Linked DNA regions of Mus musculus: all the other regions are linked to region 1. The links are chromatin contacts, called in public HiCAR-type and HiChIP or PLAC-seq maps. All regions are on one chromosome and are shown on one strand. Each heading gives the region's core, a stretch centred on a gene start, on an enhancer-like site or on the middle of the called end of the contact. The rest is flanking DNA. Distances are from core to core; before and after follow the strand shown. Region 1 holds the start of Fam207a (family with sequence similarity 207, member A). Region 2 holds the start of Lss (lanosterol synthase). Region 3 has its middle 11 kb from the start of Gm47922.

Region 1 (4,106 bases), core at 1,125-3,624:
AGGGTCTGGGAGGTAACGGCACATGGACACCCATGCCTGCCTTTCCCCATCTCCCTGATCACCAGACTTCAGGGAACTCCTGGGAAGTTGCTCTGTGCCCTTTGCAGGTTGACCCAGGTGGCTGGAAGGCCTTGGGCCTTGGTGCTCAGCCAGAAGCTGTGAAGGACAGGAGGCCAATTCCCTGCCCCACTGCCTTGAGCGGCTGGCTGGCCTAGCACCCATGATCAGAGTCAAATTAGGACTCTGTGTTGCGGGTTCCGTCACCAGAAGGTCCTGGGCCTCTGAGATGCTGTGTGTCTGTACCAGCCCTGTGCCTGGGGCTCCCGCCCTTCATTCACACTGTGATACCAGCCTCTTTTCTGCCCAGCCCTAGGAATCTGTGATCTCCAACTATAAGCTGCTAGGGGTCACTTCCTGGCTCTCACTTTTCTCTTAGTCCTCAAGCAGCTCATTCTAACCCCCACTGTAGAAACAGGGAAACTAGGCTTGAAAAAGCTCAGGCCTTGGCTAGGTCACCCAAAGAAAGGTGGACCCAGCAAACTTGGCCACCTCCCTGGGAGGATCAAGGGAGCCCTCCTCCCCGAGAAAAGCCAGGCAGAACTGTCTTGGATCAGTCGCTGGGGCTGGGGACGAACTGAGAGGTGATCTGGACCCTGCTGATGCCTGCGGGGTCTGGCAGCTGAGTTTCCAGGGCTGGGCGCGATGATACATTGTCCGCCTCCCCTCACCCCAAACCCCCATCCCGCCTCCCAGTAGCTGTATCAGTGGACCAGCCTGCGGTCACACCTACACTCTAGTTGACTTGGAGCAGGGTCGCGGTCTAGAGCCCGAGGGGGGGGGGGAATTAGCCAGAGACACCTGTACAGTCCTCTCTCTAACTGCAAAACTAGCTGTACAGTCCTCTCTAACTGCAAAACTAGTTTGCCAGGAGCCAGGGAAGCACGGGACACGCGCGCCCTCAGGCGGCAGGAAGAAGAGTTGAGGATTCTAAAAAATTAACTTTGTTGTCGTCGACTTGTGAGTTCCTTGGGGTGCCCTGGAACTGGCCTTAAGCAACTCATCCTCCATGGGGGAACCTGGGGTCCATCGGACAGCCCAGAGCACAGGAACACTGCTGAGGGTTGAGAAGGAGAAAACATTTAGGGGGTGGGGGGGTGGGGTGGGGATCTGTCCTAGGTAAAAGCCAGGCTAGCTTTCAGGGTGGCTCTGGCTGCCAGATCTTCTGGGGAGATGAACCAGGTTGTGAAGAGTTCAATGGACTTTATTCCCAGGTCATCTCAAAACAAGCTTGCGAAAGTAACTTTTATTCGCTTGATGTCCTTGTTGTCTCGGAGGCTTACTGCTGACTACGATCTCCTTTTCTAGCTCTTTCTGAACTCTTACTGGCTGATTCAATTCAGCTGTTCTGGCTCAAACGTCTCTTCAAGTCGCCTGATTCAATCTAGTTTGTCTCAGCTTCACATCTAGTGCACTGCTTGGCCTGCAGCCACTCACTCACTGTTCTAGATTGCTTTCTGTTGCTGTGATAAAAACACTTATCAAAGGCAGCGTGGGGAGGAAGGTGTTCTTTACATCTTACAGGTTGGATCTCATCGTCAGGGAAGGAGCAGGAACCTGGAGGCATCCCCTGATGAGAAACCGCATCGGAAAGATGCTTATTGGCTCTGCTCCCTGGCATGCTCTGCTACTTCAGCCACTGTGGGGCACCGGACTCCGCTTTGGGCTCACCTTCTCCCCACAAATCCCATCTCACTGTGGATCCCTAGCAGAGACGTCCCGGCATCCAGGATGCTCTCTACCCTAGAAGGGAAGAAGGCAGAAGGCCTCTACCCTGGCTGTGCCTGGGCCCAACTTTCTTTTGTGGCTCCAACTATAGCCCACTTTGGTTTTGTATTGTATTTTACAGGTGTCATTTGGGTGAAGAGCTGGAATTACCCTTCGTCCTTGCTTTCCTTAAGCAATACTGCACTGGGTGCACAGGGGCTGTTGGACACGGAGCCGACTGTGCAGGAAGACGGAGGCCGTTCGGTCCATCTGGTACCCATTTAAGTGGAATTGCAAAGTCCCCAACTCCAGGACCTGTTTTAAGGACGAAACGCCAAGCTGCACACATAGAGACCCGCATGAGTAAAACCGACGTGAACCTTTCTCCCTATTCTACCCCAGACGCGCGCGATAGAAACATGGCGTAACGTGCACCCGAGGCTTCAATAGTTTTACTTCCCTGGCTCTTGGCTGCAGCCACATCGCCACACGTCTAACGCGCTAGCGGGAGCGCGCGACGTAAGCACCGCAACTGCGCACGCGCTACGGGAGGCACTTCCGGGGACCGGCCGAACGCCGATCTACGCAGCCGCGGCTCTATTTCCGGCTGTCTGGGAGCACTTCCGGGAGGCTCTTCCACTAGTGAGGCGGCGTTGCTAACAGGCGGAAACCTCCAGGGAAGATGGGGAAAGTGAGGGCGCTGCGGGCTCGTGTGCACCGGGCGGCCGTGAGACCCGACGGGGATTCTGCACCGGGCCCTGTGCCCCGCGCCGTGGAGCCGGCGCTCCCACAATCCCCGGCGGGCGGAGCGGGGGCGAAGGTGAGGTGTGGGGCGCCGGTCGGGCCAGGTCTCTGCCGAGCCGGATCTCCAAAGATCAGGAGCCCTGGATGGTTGGGTGTCGCCTCTTCTGTGTGTGTTCCTGCCACTCTGGTTAGGGTCCTGACCCGGCCCACCTTTAGCCGTCATGCCTTCTCGGTTGGGGTGTGAGGCTCCAGAAGCGCTTCCATCTCTGGGGGAAAATATCCCACTACGCTCTGGAAATGTCGCAGGGCGCTGTCTGTCTGCCTCTGTCTATCTCTGTGTCTCAGTCTCTGGTGTGTGTTTGAGACAGGGTCTCTCTATGTAGCCCTGACTATTCTGGAACTCACGCTGTAGACCAGGCTGGCCTCGAACTCATAAGAGATTGACCTGCCCCTGCCTCCCACATGCTGGGGTTAAAGGCATGGCATGCACTTGTGTCCCTGGCGCTTGCTTGTTGCTTTGGCCTTTGGGATCTTATTTATTTTTATTTTACCTCATCTCATTCTTTCTTTATTCTTTTGAGACAAGGTTTCACCCTAGCCCCCCCCCCCAGCTTGTCACTCTCGTGCCCAGGCTGTAGCCCACTGTGCCCAGCTTTTATTTGTTGTTGTAGCCAAACTGAGAGCTTCTGTTTTCTCCCACACCCACACCCACGGGAGGTGCTGTGCAGTCATTGATTCGTGCAGCCATTGATTCTTATTTTTCCCATTTTTCTTTTAATTTGGTAACTTGGCTCAAATTTAAGCCTTGTGTTGACAGAGATTGTTTTTATGCCCCTTTGGTCAGCCGCGTCTTTGCCTCACTGGAAGGTTATGTGGTTGGTGTTCCTATTTTTGTTCCTCAGAGATGCCCAAGGACCAGTACTTAGAGGATTCCCTCTGCTCACTCCTGGGAGGGCCCATGCATACAGTTGTAAGCAGCAGTCATGCCTTATCTCACAGCTACTCTTGGATCTGCATGTGTTTGCAGGGAGGCTGTGCTCAGGCCCTGTGCTAGTGTGGCTCTACTCCCCAAGACTCTCTGATTGTCCCAAGTCTGATGGGGGCAGGAAGGAACAGGCCTGATCTGGGAACAAGGACGTAGATACTCTTCCGGGGCCTCCCTGGCTGAGAAGTAGAGGATTTTTGCCTTAGCATCTTCTCGATGTGTGACTCTCAAACCAAAAGTCAACTTGATGTCCTCTCTCTTCTCCTGTTGGGATTGCAGGACTGGACATTCGTTCACAATGACATCTTTGCCAGGACACAGATAGACCCTAGTGCGTTGGTGCAGAGGCTGGAGCTGGACCAGAGGAGTGTGGTGTCCCTAAAGAGAGGTGAGTTCCTGCCTTTGGAGAGTCGAGAGGGCAGCCTGACTGTTGCCTGTGGACTAGCCCGTGCTTTAAAAGATGACACTAGGCATGACATGTGTTGCATAGCTTAAATCCCGGCACTTGAGAGGCTGAGGCAGGCCAGTCTCTACATTCAAGGCCAGCCTGGACTACACATCTAGTTCCAGGAAGAAACAAGGCTGTGTGGAAAGACCCTGTCTCAAAGCAAGA
Region 2 (4,106 bases), core at 460-2,959, 980 kb after region 1:
TTAATCTATAAATCTCTTCAAAACTTCATGTCTTAACTAAGCCCAGCACAGACCACAGGGAAGGCAGGGTACTGATGCCCAACTGATACTGGGACTCTTTCACAAAGGACCCACACAATAGCATAGGCGTTGCTCAGAGAGAGATCTTCCCAGCGGATGGCCAAGACTCACAGGAAGCCTGTGAGCTAACTAACTGCTCCATGATTAGCTGTCCATCATCCATGCACCAACACACACAACCAGAAAATCAGGTCCTAAGTATTTCATCTTGTGGATCCAAACAAAAATCACACCCATCTTTGTAATTCTCCTGCAAATCAAAAGTTAAATATCAAAGTGGAATGCTCAAAATGAAACCAAATTAGGGCAACTTCTTCCACAGGTCTCTGAGGTGGAGGGACTTAAATAACGAGGGTTGCTTCTACTCCTGTCTCCGGAAGGAGGTACCACACTTTTTGTTGTTTAGATTGAATTGAGGCAAACACTCACAAACACTGACCCACATCAGCAGCCCTCTTCTTTATTTATTTGTTATCATTTTTGAGATAGGGTCACACTACGTAGACCTGGCTGGCCTAGAACTTGCTCTGTAGACCAGGCTGGCCTCAAACTCACAAAGATCTGCCTGCCTCTGCCTCCTGGGTGCCGGGATTAAAGACCAGCACTACCATGCCCAGCCTCTTTATTTTCTGAGACAAGCTCTACTCAGCTGCCCAGGCAGATCTTAAACTTTATCCTTGTCACAGCCTACTCAGCGGCTAGGATTACAGGTATGCCTGCCGGGCCCAGGTTCATATCTGTTTTAAAAAACAAAAAATTATAAGCCTTATTATTAAAATAAAAAGAAACCTGCAAATTAATAAAAACATCGCACACCAAAATTAACCAAACACAAAGTCTACTCAACTTAATGACCTTGGCATTTGAAAAGGGAGACTGTGAAACTTTCCATAAAATGATGCACTTTCAGTACCCACTATATTTTATGCATTAATCTATTGCCCAAACCACAAAGCCCATGACAGAGTTAGAACTAGAAAAGCAACTAGCTTTACATCTTCTTACATAACTTGTGAACTTTCCTGATCCTCTTATAGTCAGCTTTTCCTCATATCACACTATACCCACATATACATTGGTTTACACATATGCATATATTACTGGCTGGTTGCCTGTTTTTTAAATAAGGCTCTCCACTGTTTCAGAGCTCTGGCTCAGGAAGGCACGGTGTAGGCTGATCAGTGATGGCTTCCAGTCTTGGGATGGAATGGTGCTTTCAGAATCACATCACTTACTGTGTCCAGTCCCAAAGAGTGGGCCTCTAGCCCGGTCTGCTCTCGACCAGGGTCGTCCTCCGCTTGATAATAAGTCCATCTCTGCCGACCCAACTCATTCTGGAGCCGCCAGCGGGTGAGATCGGTGGCGGGCTCAGTTTTATAGGGTCCCCCACGACGCCGCAGACACCTGAGGGGACCAGCGAGAGGAAGCAGCCTTCCTTAGACTCCGCCCAGGTGGGATGCCTGCAATCCAGGCATGCAGAGCCACCAGCCATGCCACCCTGCTGTCCAGACACCTTCCCTGCCACCGCCCTGCCGCGTCCCTCGCAACACCCGCGGGAAGCCCAGGGTCCGCGACTCACGTGCCCTCAGTCATGACAGCACTACTCTCTGCCACCGCTTGCCAGCCCTTTACCTGACAGCCTAGTGCACTGCGCAGGCGCGAGCCTCGGCCGACCGGAACTACTGGGTGGGCCGATGCGAGCTCGGCCAATCAGAGCATCACCAGGTGGGCACGAGAGACGCACCGCGACCACAGTGGCTGGGCGCAGGGCCGCCCGACGCCGCGAGGGCACCAGGGGGCGTGGCTGCGGGGCGGGAAGCGCTTTGGAGGCGGGGCCTATGAAAGAGGCCGGCCTGTGGGCGAGGACGGCCTGTGGGAGGGGCAGGCCCGTTGGAGGGGCGGGGCGGGATGGGGGGCGGGGCCGGCCCCTCTAGATCCTTATTGATGACAGCCTTGGACTTCTGGTCTGGGTGTTCTGAGCCGGGATACCTACAGGGTTGGTGAAAAATGGCCCCTCCGACATGCAGGAAAGAGGCCGCGGAAACCACGAGTGCTTCAGAAGTACGGAAGAGGCATGAGTGACCTGAGGTGAAACTAGCGTTGATCCGAGGCACCACATGGACCATCATGGGGCAGGGGCCTTGACCCGAGTGAAGGGAGGAGGAAACTATGATGACACGTAGTTGGGAAGAGGGTCAGAGTAGTGTTCTCAGAAAGCGGGCACAGGCTCCTCACAGGGAGCAGCTGCAGAGTGTGCAGAGGGCTGTGTCCTGACTCCCATTAGCAGGTAGAGTTCCACTTCCCTAGCCACAGCACTACTCTCAGGATACCTGGAGCTTGGAGTCCTACAAGTTAAAGGGGGAAAAGCCTTGATTATGTTTGACAGTAGAGAGGGAAGCAGGAAAGCCTGTGGTATGCCGGCAGAATCTAGTAGAGACGTGCAATGAAGAACATTTGAACAGATAGTATTTGAGAAGCATTGCTGGCATGCAGGAATGACGACCAGAGATCAGAAAAATATAATTCCAAGAACTCCCAGCGGTACAGTGTGTCCTACAGAGTGCCGACTTACTTACAACTACCCAAACCCGATAGCCTCCCTGCACCTAGCCCTCAAAACGCTGCCAAGGAAGGGGCCATGAACCACAAATCAGAGAAGGAAGAAGTAAGAGGCAAAGAACACTCACACACCTTCCCTAGATGGAAAATCGGAATTTTAGATGGCTAGTCAAGAACACTAACCTCTTCTTTGCCCAGTTTAGAAACTTGTAAAGATATAAGACAAGGCATTTTAACTGAGCCTTGCCTCAGACTATTGATTTGGGGACTGGAGGCCAATACTTAAGTCCAGTGCGTAAGAGCACTTGCTGCTCATTCAGAGGACCTGGAATTGGTTTATAGCACCCACATGGTGACTCACAGCCATCTATAACTTCAGTTTTAAGGAATCTAATGCCATTTTCTGACCTCCTCAGTCACCAGGCATGTGTGAGATGTAAGTACATACATGCTGGTTAAAACACCCGTACACATTAAGTTTTTAAAATTCACAATAGAAAAGTCAGTTTGAGCTGGGCGTGGTGGCACACGCCTTTAATCCCAGCACTCCAGAGGCAGAGGCAGGCAGATTTCTGAGTTCAAGGCCAGCCTGGTCTACAAAAGTGAGTTCCAGGACAGCCAGGGCTATACAGAGAAACCCTGTCTCGAAAAACAAAAACAAAAACAAAAAAGCCAAAAAAAAAAAAAAAAAAGTCAGTTTGAACAGGGCTGGCTAACTGCTTCATAATGACTGCTTTTCCCTTACACATGTCTCAGCTTCTAAGCCAAGCGAACAACTGAAGCCTTTGGGAGCTGACCCACCAAGAACCATGTAAGCACAGTATGCCAATAAGAAGACCCAAAAAACGATGCCCAGGGAAGCCTAGCACACTGGATGCTGTTCTCCCAAATTCACTAAACAAGCCACTCTCTTTCCCTGGAGAAAAAAGCTAGAGTGTTTTCCAGGGAAGTCCTTTTTGTGTCAGAACATGAAAAATTGGAAAAAAAGAATTCTGGTCCGTACGGAACCCCAGACTTGAATGGCAAAGCTAGACAGATGGCAGAGATATCAGCTGCAAAAGAAGTTAGGTTGATATTTTCCTGGACTAGACATCCTATGAATAAAGTAATATGCTTTCTAATATCTAAGGAAGAAAAGTGTGAAATCCTCCTGCCAATTCACATAGATGGATTTCTAGAGACAGTTGTAAGAAATGTTTGTCACTGCTTGGCTTGTACCATATTGAGCTTATTCTATAAACTAAATACAGAAGACTCTAGGGTTTGGGACCTGGACAACTGGGTGTAGAGTGAGCTTCCATTGACAAGGAAGGCAATGTTCTTAGCTATATGAAGATTGGGAAAGCCTTGGCTGACAAAGACCCTGGAGCCTAAGGGTTTCAAGACAGGCCAAGGGGAAAAGCCTTATCTGTATGTAGAAGTTAGGAAAGGTCAGAGGAGCTTGGAAATTTCACGGAGAATTCATTTTGACAAATATTAGGCATCCG
Region 3 (4,106 bases), core at 990-3,489, 630 kb before region 1:
ACTGAGAACACAGGAGAACCAGGAGTTAACAGCTGCTCTTGGGGTGACTAAGGACCTGCTGTTCTGTGCCCTGGGATTCAGGGAAGTGGGGGATGAGGCTTCTGCCCCTGAGGCCTCTCCTGGCCTGAGCTGAAGCAAGTTGGTGTGGCAGTGTGAGCAACCTTTGCAGGCGATTGCACGTCTCCACCCTGAGTACTGTTTTTGCCTCTGGCATATTCCCACAGAGAATCTACCACATGGCAGTGGTTCTTTTCGGGCTTGTTTTCATGTAGAAGGGGGTGTGTCTGACTCATGTGAGCTGTTGTCCAGACATGACTATGAGGTCTTTGGTGAAAGAGGAGTCCAGGGACCGTGTATCAACCACAGAACCCACTTCTAGATTTCTATGACAGCCAAGCAAAACCATACATAAGAAGTACTTACTCTAGAAATGGCGTACCCTCTCTGCCCCTAACTTGCCAGCTTCAAAGCCCAGGGTTGGCTCCTGATGCAAGTGATGTGGGCATATTACATGACGATATGGAGGCCTGAGGGGAAATATGGGATCCCCCATCTGGGACCCTCTCGGCCAGCTCCTGGCTTCTCCACCCCAGCTGCCAGCCAGGTCTACCCTTGGTCCCTTGGTTGCTCCTAAGGCTTAGCTCATATTCTCATCTGGACCTTTAGGCTCCTTGGAATCTGCCAGTCCTGTGCTGCTCACAGGCAACAGATGGACTTGAAGTCATTTAGTCACTCAGGGATGAGTCCCTGCAAAAAAACGAGCATGTTGACATTATAGGGTCCTAAAATATTAAGGATTGGTTCTCCTAAACCAAATGTCAGAGGGCTAGCTCTTTCTAAGGCTCTGTGGAGGAGCTGCCCCAGGCTTCCCAGGGCATCTTGGGTATCCGTTAGTGTGCCACGGCATTGTCCAGACCGTGCCCTCCATTCCCTCATGGTCTCTTATCTAATGATGACCTCCCTCAGGGCCTCTATCTTATGGCCTGTCTCCTCATGGTCTTTCTCATAATCTTTCTCTGATGATCTAAATCTCCATGTGGCCTCCATTTTCTTAGGACCTCTGCTTCATGACATCTCTCTTGCCATATCTCTGTTCCTTCATCTTCTCCAGCTCCTCCTCACCCCCAGCTCCTCCTCATCCCCAGCTCCTCCTCACCCCCAGCTCCTCCTCATCCCCAGCTCCTCCTCACCCCCAGCTCCTCCTCACCCCCAGCTCCTCCTCACCCCCAGCTCCTCCTCACCCCCAGCTCCTCCTCACCCCCAGCTCCTCCTCACCCCCAGCTCCTCCTCACCCCCAGCTCCTCCTCACCCCAGCTCCTCCTCATCCCCAGCTCCTCCTCACCCCCAGCTCCTCCTCACCCCAGCTCCTCCTCATCCCCAGCTCCTCCTCACCCCCAGCTCCTCCTCACCCCCAGCTCCTCCTCACCCCAGCTCCTCCTCACCCCCAGCTCCTCCTCATCCCCAACTCCACCTCACCCCCAGCTCCTCCTCCTCCATCTCTCTCTCCTCATGGCCTCCACTTCCTTAGGCCTCCTCCATATCCACATTTCCCCTCTTAGAAGACCCTAATAATCTAATTTTATTACCACTACCACCACCATTTTATATTTTGTTTTCTTCAAGGTGGGGTTTCTCTGTGCAGCCCTGGCTGTCCTGAAACTTGCTCTGTAGACCAGGCTGGCCTCCAACTCCGTGATCCATCTGCCTCTGCCTCCTGAGTGCTGGGATGAAAGGCGTGTGCCACCAGAGCCTGGCTAAATAACTTTAGCCATATTTAGAGAAGGTCCCATTCACAGGGTTTGACATGAAGCCTCTAACAGGAATTCTGTGAGGGCACAGATGAGCCCATTCACGGGGGTAAGCTGAGGCATGAGGGGGGTGCACATCAAAGACATAATGGTTCACAGGAGAGACCTCAGCAGGGTCCCCATCTATATCTATGGCCAGTACCTGGATTGTCCCATCTGCTGGGTCCCAACTGCTAGGTCCCCTCTGCTGCCTGGTACCCTTTATTCCTGGCATCTGTGGGCAGGACAATGGATATTTCACAGGACAGGTGCTGCTAAGAACGCCCTTGGTGCTGGGTTGTGTTCTTAATTTTAGTTTCTCAGGAGCCACCGGAGCCCCTAGGTTGTATAGATCTATTGCTGAGATTCACCAGATGGCATAACAGCACTCCACAGCTGACTCGGGCCAAGCCCTAGCTCTGTGGCAGGGCCAGCATTTCCTGAAGGGAAAGCATCCCCCAGCACGTCATTGGCTCCCTCGATTTTAAACTCTGCTCTCGGCTTCCTTAAGACCTGTGCACTCATGTGTGCCCTGAGCTCCAGGCTCTGCTAACTTCCCTGACCAAGAAAGGAATTTGTGGAGTTGCCTTCAAACCATGGCATCTTTTTTGGTGCTTTAAAAAAAAAAAAAAAAAGTTCTTTTAGAATTTTCTGTCTTGTGTCATGCATCCCTGAACTTCCTGGTTTGAGCCGAATAGCAGAAGTTCTAAAATATTTCACATTAAGCATCTTTTGGTGTTTCTGACATGGCCCCAAACAGGAAGTTCCAGAGGTCTGTCACAGAAAGTCTATGTCCTGGCCTCTGTGAGTGCCCCAGGATTCCAGACAGTACCTGGGAGATACCATGGAACCTGTTTGAACCGAAAATGACATGAGAAACTGGATTTGTCTGCATTAAGGCTCTGAGTTAATTTGCTGTGCTACTGTAGTAAAAGAGCACACAGTGGGACCATAGCATTTATTGCACCCCTACTAAGCAGGGTGCCCAGGCCTCCTGCCCAGCTCTATACACATTGGGTGTGGCTTGCCTGCTCCGGTTTGCTCTTCTGAGATATTCACATGAGGCAAATAGGAAGCTAGAGATATGGGTATATTCAGGAAAGCTTGGTACTTCCTAAGGACACCATGCCCTGAGCCACCACTGACACGTTCCCAGGTGGCCATGGGATTCTCTCATATGAGCCTCAGTCCCAGGCAGGGTGACCCTTCAGAAGTCAGTAGAGGTGAGGGGTTCCTGGTGCACATGATAGGATTACAAAGGAAAAATAGGCCATGCACAAGGAAGTAGAAAGGAGGGGGCGAGTTAGATTGTCCAGGACTGATCCCTTAGGGGATCTGAGGTAAGCTAGAAGGGGAGGCAAGTTAGCAAGGGAAGCAGGCACCCCATCTTCATCCCACCCACAGATCTGGAGACAGTGAGACCTACCACAGGAAGTCCTGGAGGCCTCAGTGTTGCCTGCTGGATGCTGGTGACAGGGTCATTGGTGATAGATCATGGACAGGAAAACAAAGTGCTCCTGAGACCGGAAGTCGCTCTCCCAGTAGCCTTTGCATTGGGGTAGCAGGGTGCACACCTTTGGGAAGGCCAGCAGATGTAGCTTTGCTGGGGCACTAGATAGTGGTGTGCGGGGCCAAACCCTGTACTTTCAGGAGCCTTCCCTTGTTCCCGATCCCTCACCTGATCAAGAAGTTCCTAGGGAGGACTAAAACAGGACAGGTGCTACCTGACCACAGAGCAGGTGACAGGGAGACAGCCACAGTCACCACCCTATCTGGAGAGGAAGTTGATCTTTTCAAGGGATTCCCAGCCAGAGGCTGTTTTTATTGGGGACAAGAGTGAAAGACTAGTTCTTTATCAAATGAGTCACCAGAGAGAGAGAGAGAGAGAGAGAGAGAGAGAGAGAGAACAGCGAGTGAGCAGAGCACATGGACCAGATCTCCATATTAGGAAGGAATGTCTATTCCAGAGACACATGAGTGTCTTTGCACGATGTCAGACTTTGTCAAAAAAAAAAAAAAAAAATTGTGCAAACCAAATTGGCTTTATTAGCTGCAGTTTGCCAAGTAGACCTGGTTGCTTTCAATGGTGGATGGCAAACAGATCCATTCCAATGCTGATCATGACTGTTAACCTGTTTTTTTAACAAAGATTTATTTATTTATTTTATGTACATGAGTACACTGTAGCTGTACAAATGGCTGTGAGCCTTCATGTGGTTGTTGGGAATTGAATTTTTAGGACATTTGCTCTCTCTTGTCAGCCCTGCTCACTCTGGTTGGCCCTGCTCGCTCAGTCCCTGCTTGCTCTGGACCAAAGAT

What was found. HiCAR-type assays count read pairs that join an accessible place to other places. HiChIP or PLAC-seq counts read pairs in DNA pulled down with a chosen protein or histone mark.
Region 2: a contact with region 1 is called in a HiCAR-type map of astrocytes, with 2.1 times the contacts expected there. The contact joins the promoter of Lss here to the promoter of Fam207a in region 1. A contact is called at or near these places in 1 of 484 Hi-C or Micro-C datasets (CD8 T cells) and 2 of 115 datasets of contacts at active chromatin or transcription factors (astrocytes and effector CD8 T cells).
Region 3: a contact with region 1 is called in an H3K27ac HiChIP or PLAC-seq map of microglia, with 8 times the contacts expected there. The contact joins the enhancer-like site here to the promoter of Fam207a in region 1. A contact is called at or near these places in 2 of 484 Hi-C or Micro-C datasets (the N1E-115 cell line and embryonic stem cells) and 5 of 115 datasets of contacts at active chromatin or transcription factors (T-cell acute lymphoblastic leukemia, embryonic forebrain, forebrain and 2 more).

Annotation. Positions count from the first base shown.
Region 1 is chr10:77,514,081-77,518,186 of GRCm38.p6, reverse strand. It overlaps Fam207a (family with sequence similarity 207, member A), which reads left to right and starts at 2,374. Exons shown (of 6, transcript NM_133998.3): 1 at 2,374-2,584; 2 at 3,773-3,881. The coding sequence starts at 2,447. It overlaps 2810425M01Rik (RIKEN cDNA 2810425M01 gene), which reads right to left and starts at 2,289. Exons shown (of 1, transcript NR_163865.1): 1 at 1,246-2,289.
Region 2 is chr10:76,529,208-76,533,313 of GRCm38.p6, reverse strand. It overlaps Lss (lanosterol synthase), which reads right to left and starts at 1,709. Exons shown (of 22, transcript NM_146006.2): 1 at 1,640-1,709; 2 at 1,296-1,464. The coding sequence starts at 1,653.
Region 3 is chr10:78,147,689-78,151,794 of GRCm38.p6, reverse strand. No RefSeq gene overlaps it. Among named protein-coding and RNA genes, the nearest start is that of Gm47922, 11 kb to the right of the region's middle. Within about 2 kb of position 2,239, at least 95 of the 459 cell types and tissues checked have an H3K27ac peak or open chromatin away from gene starts, as enhancers often do. A contact at or near this core is called in T-cell acute lymphoblastic leukemia and microglia, where this site is marked.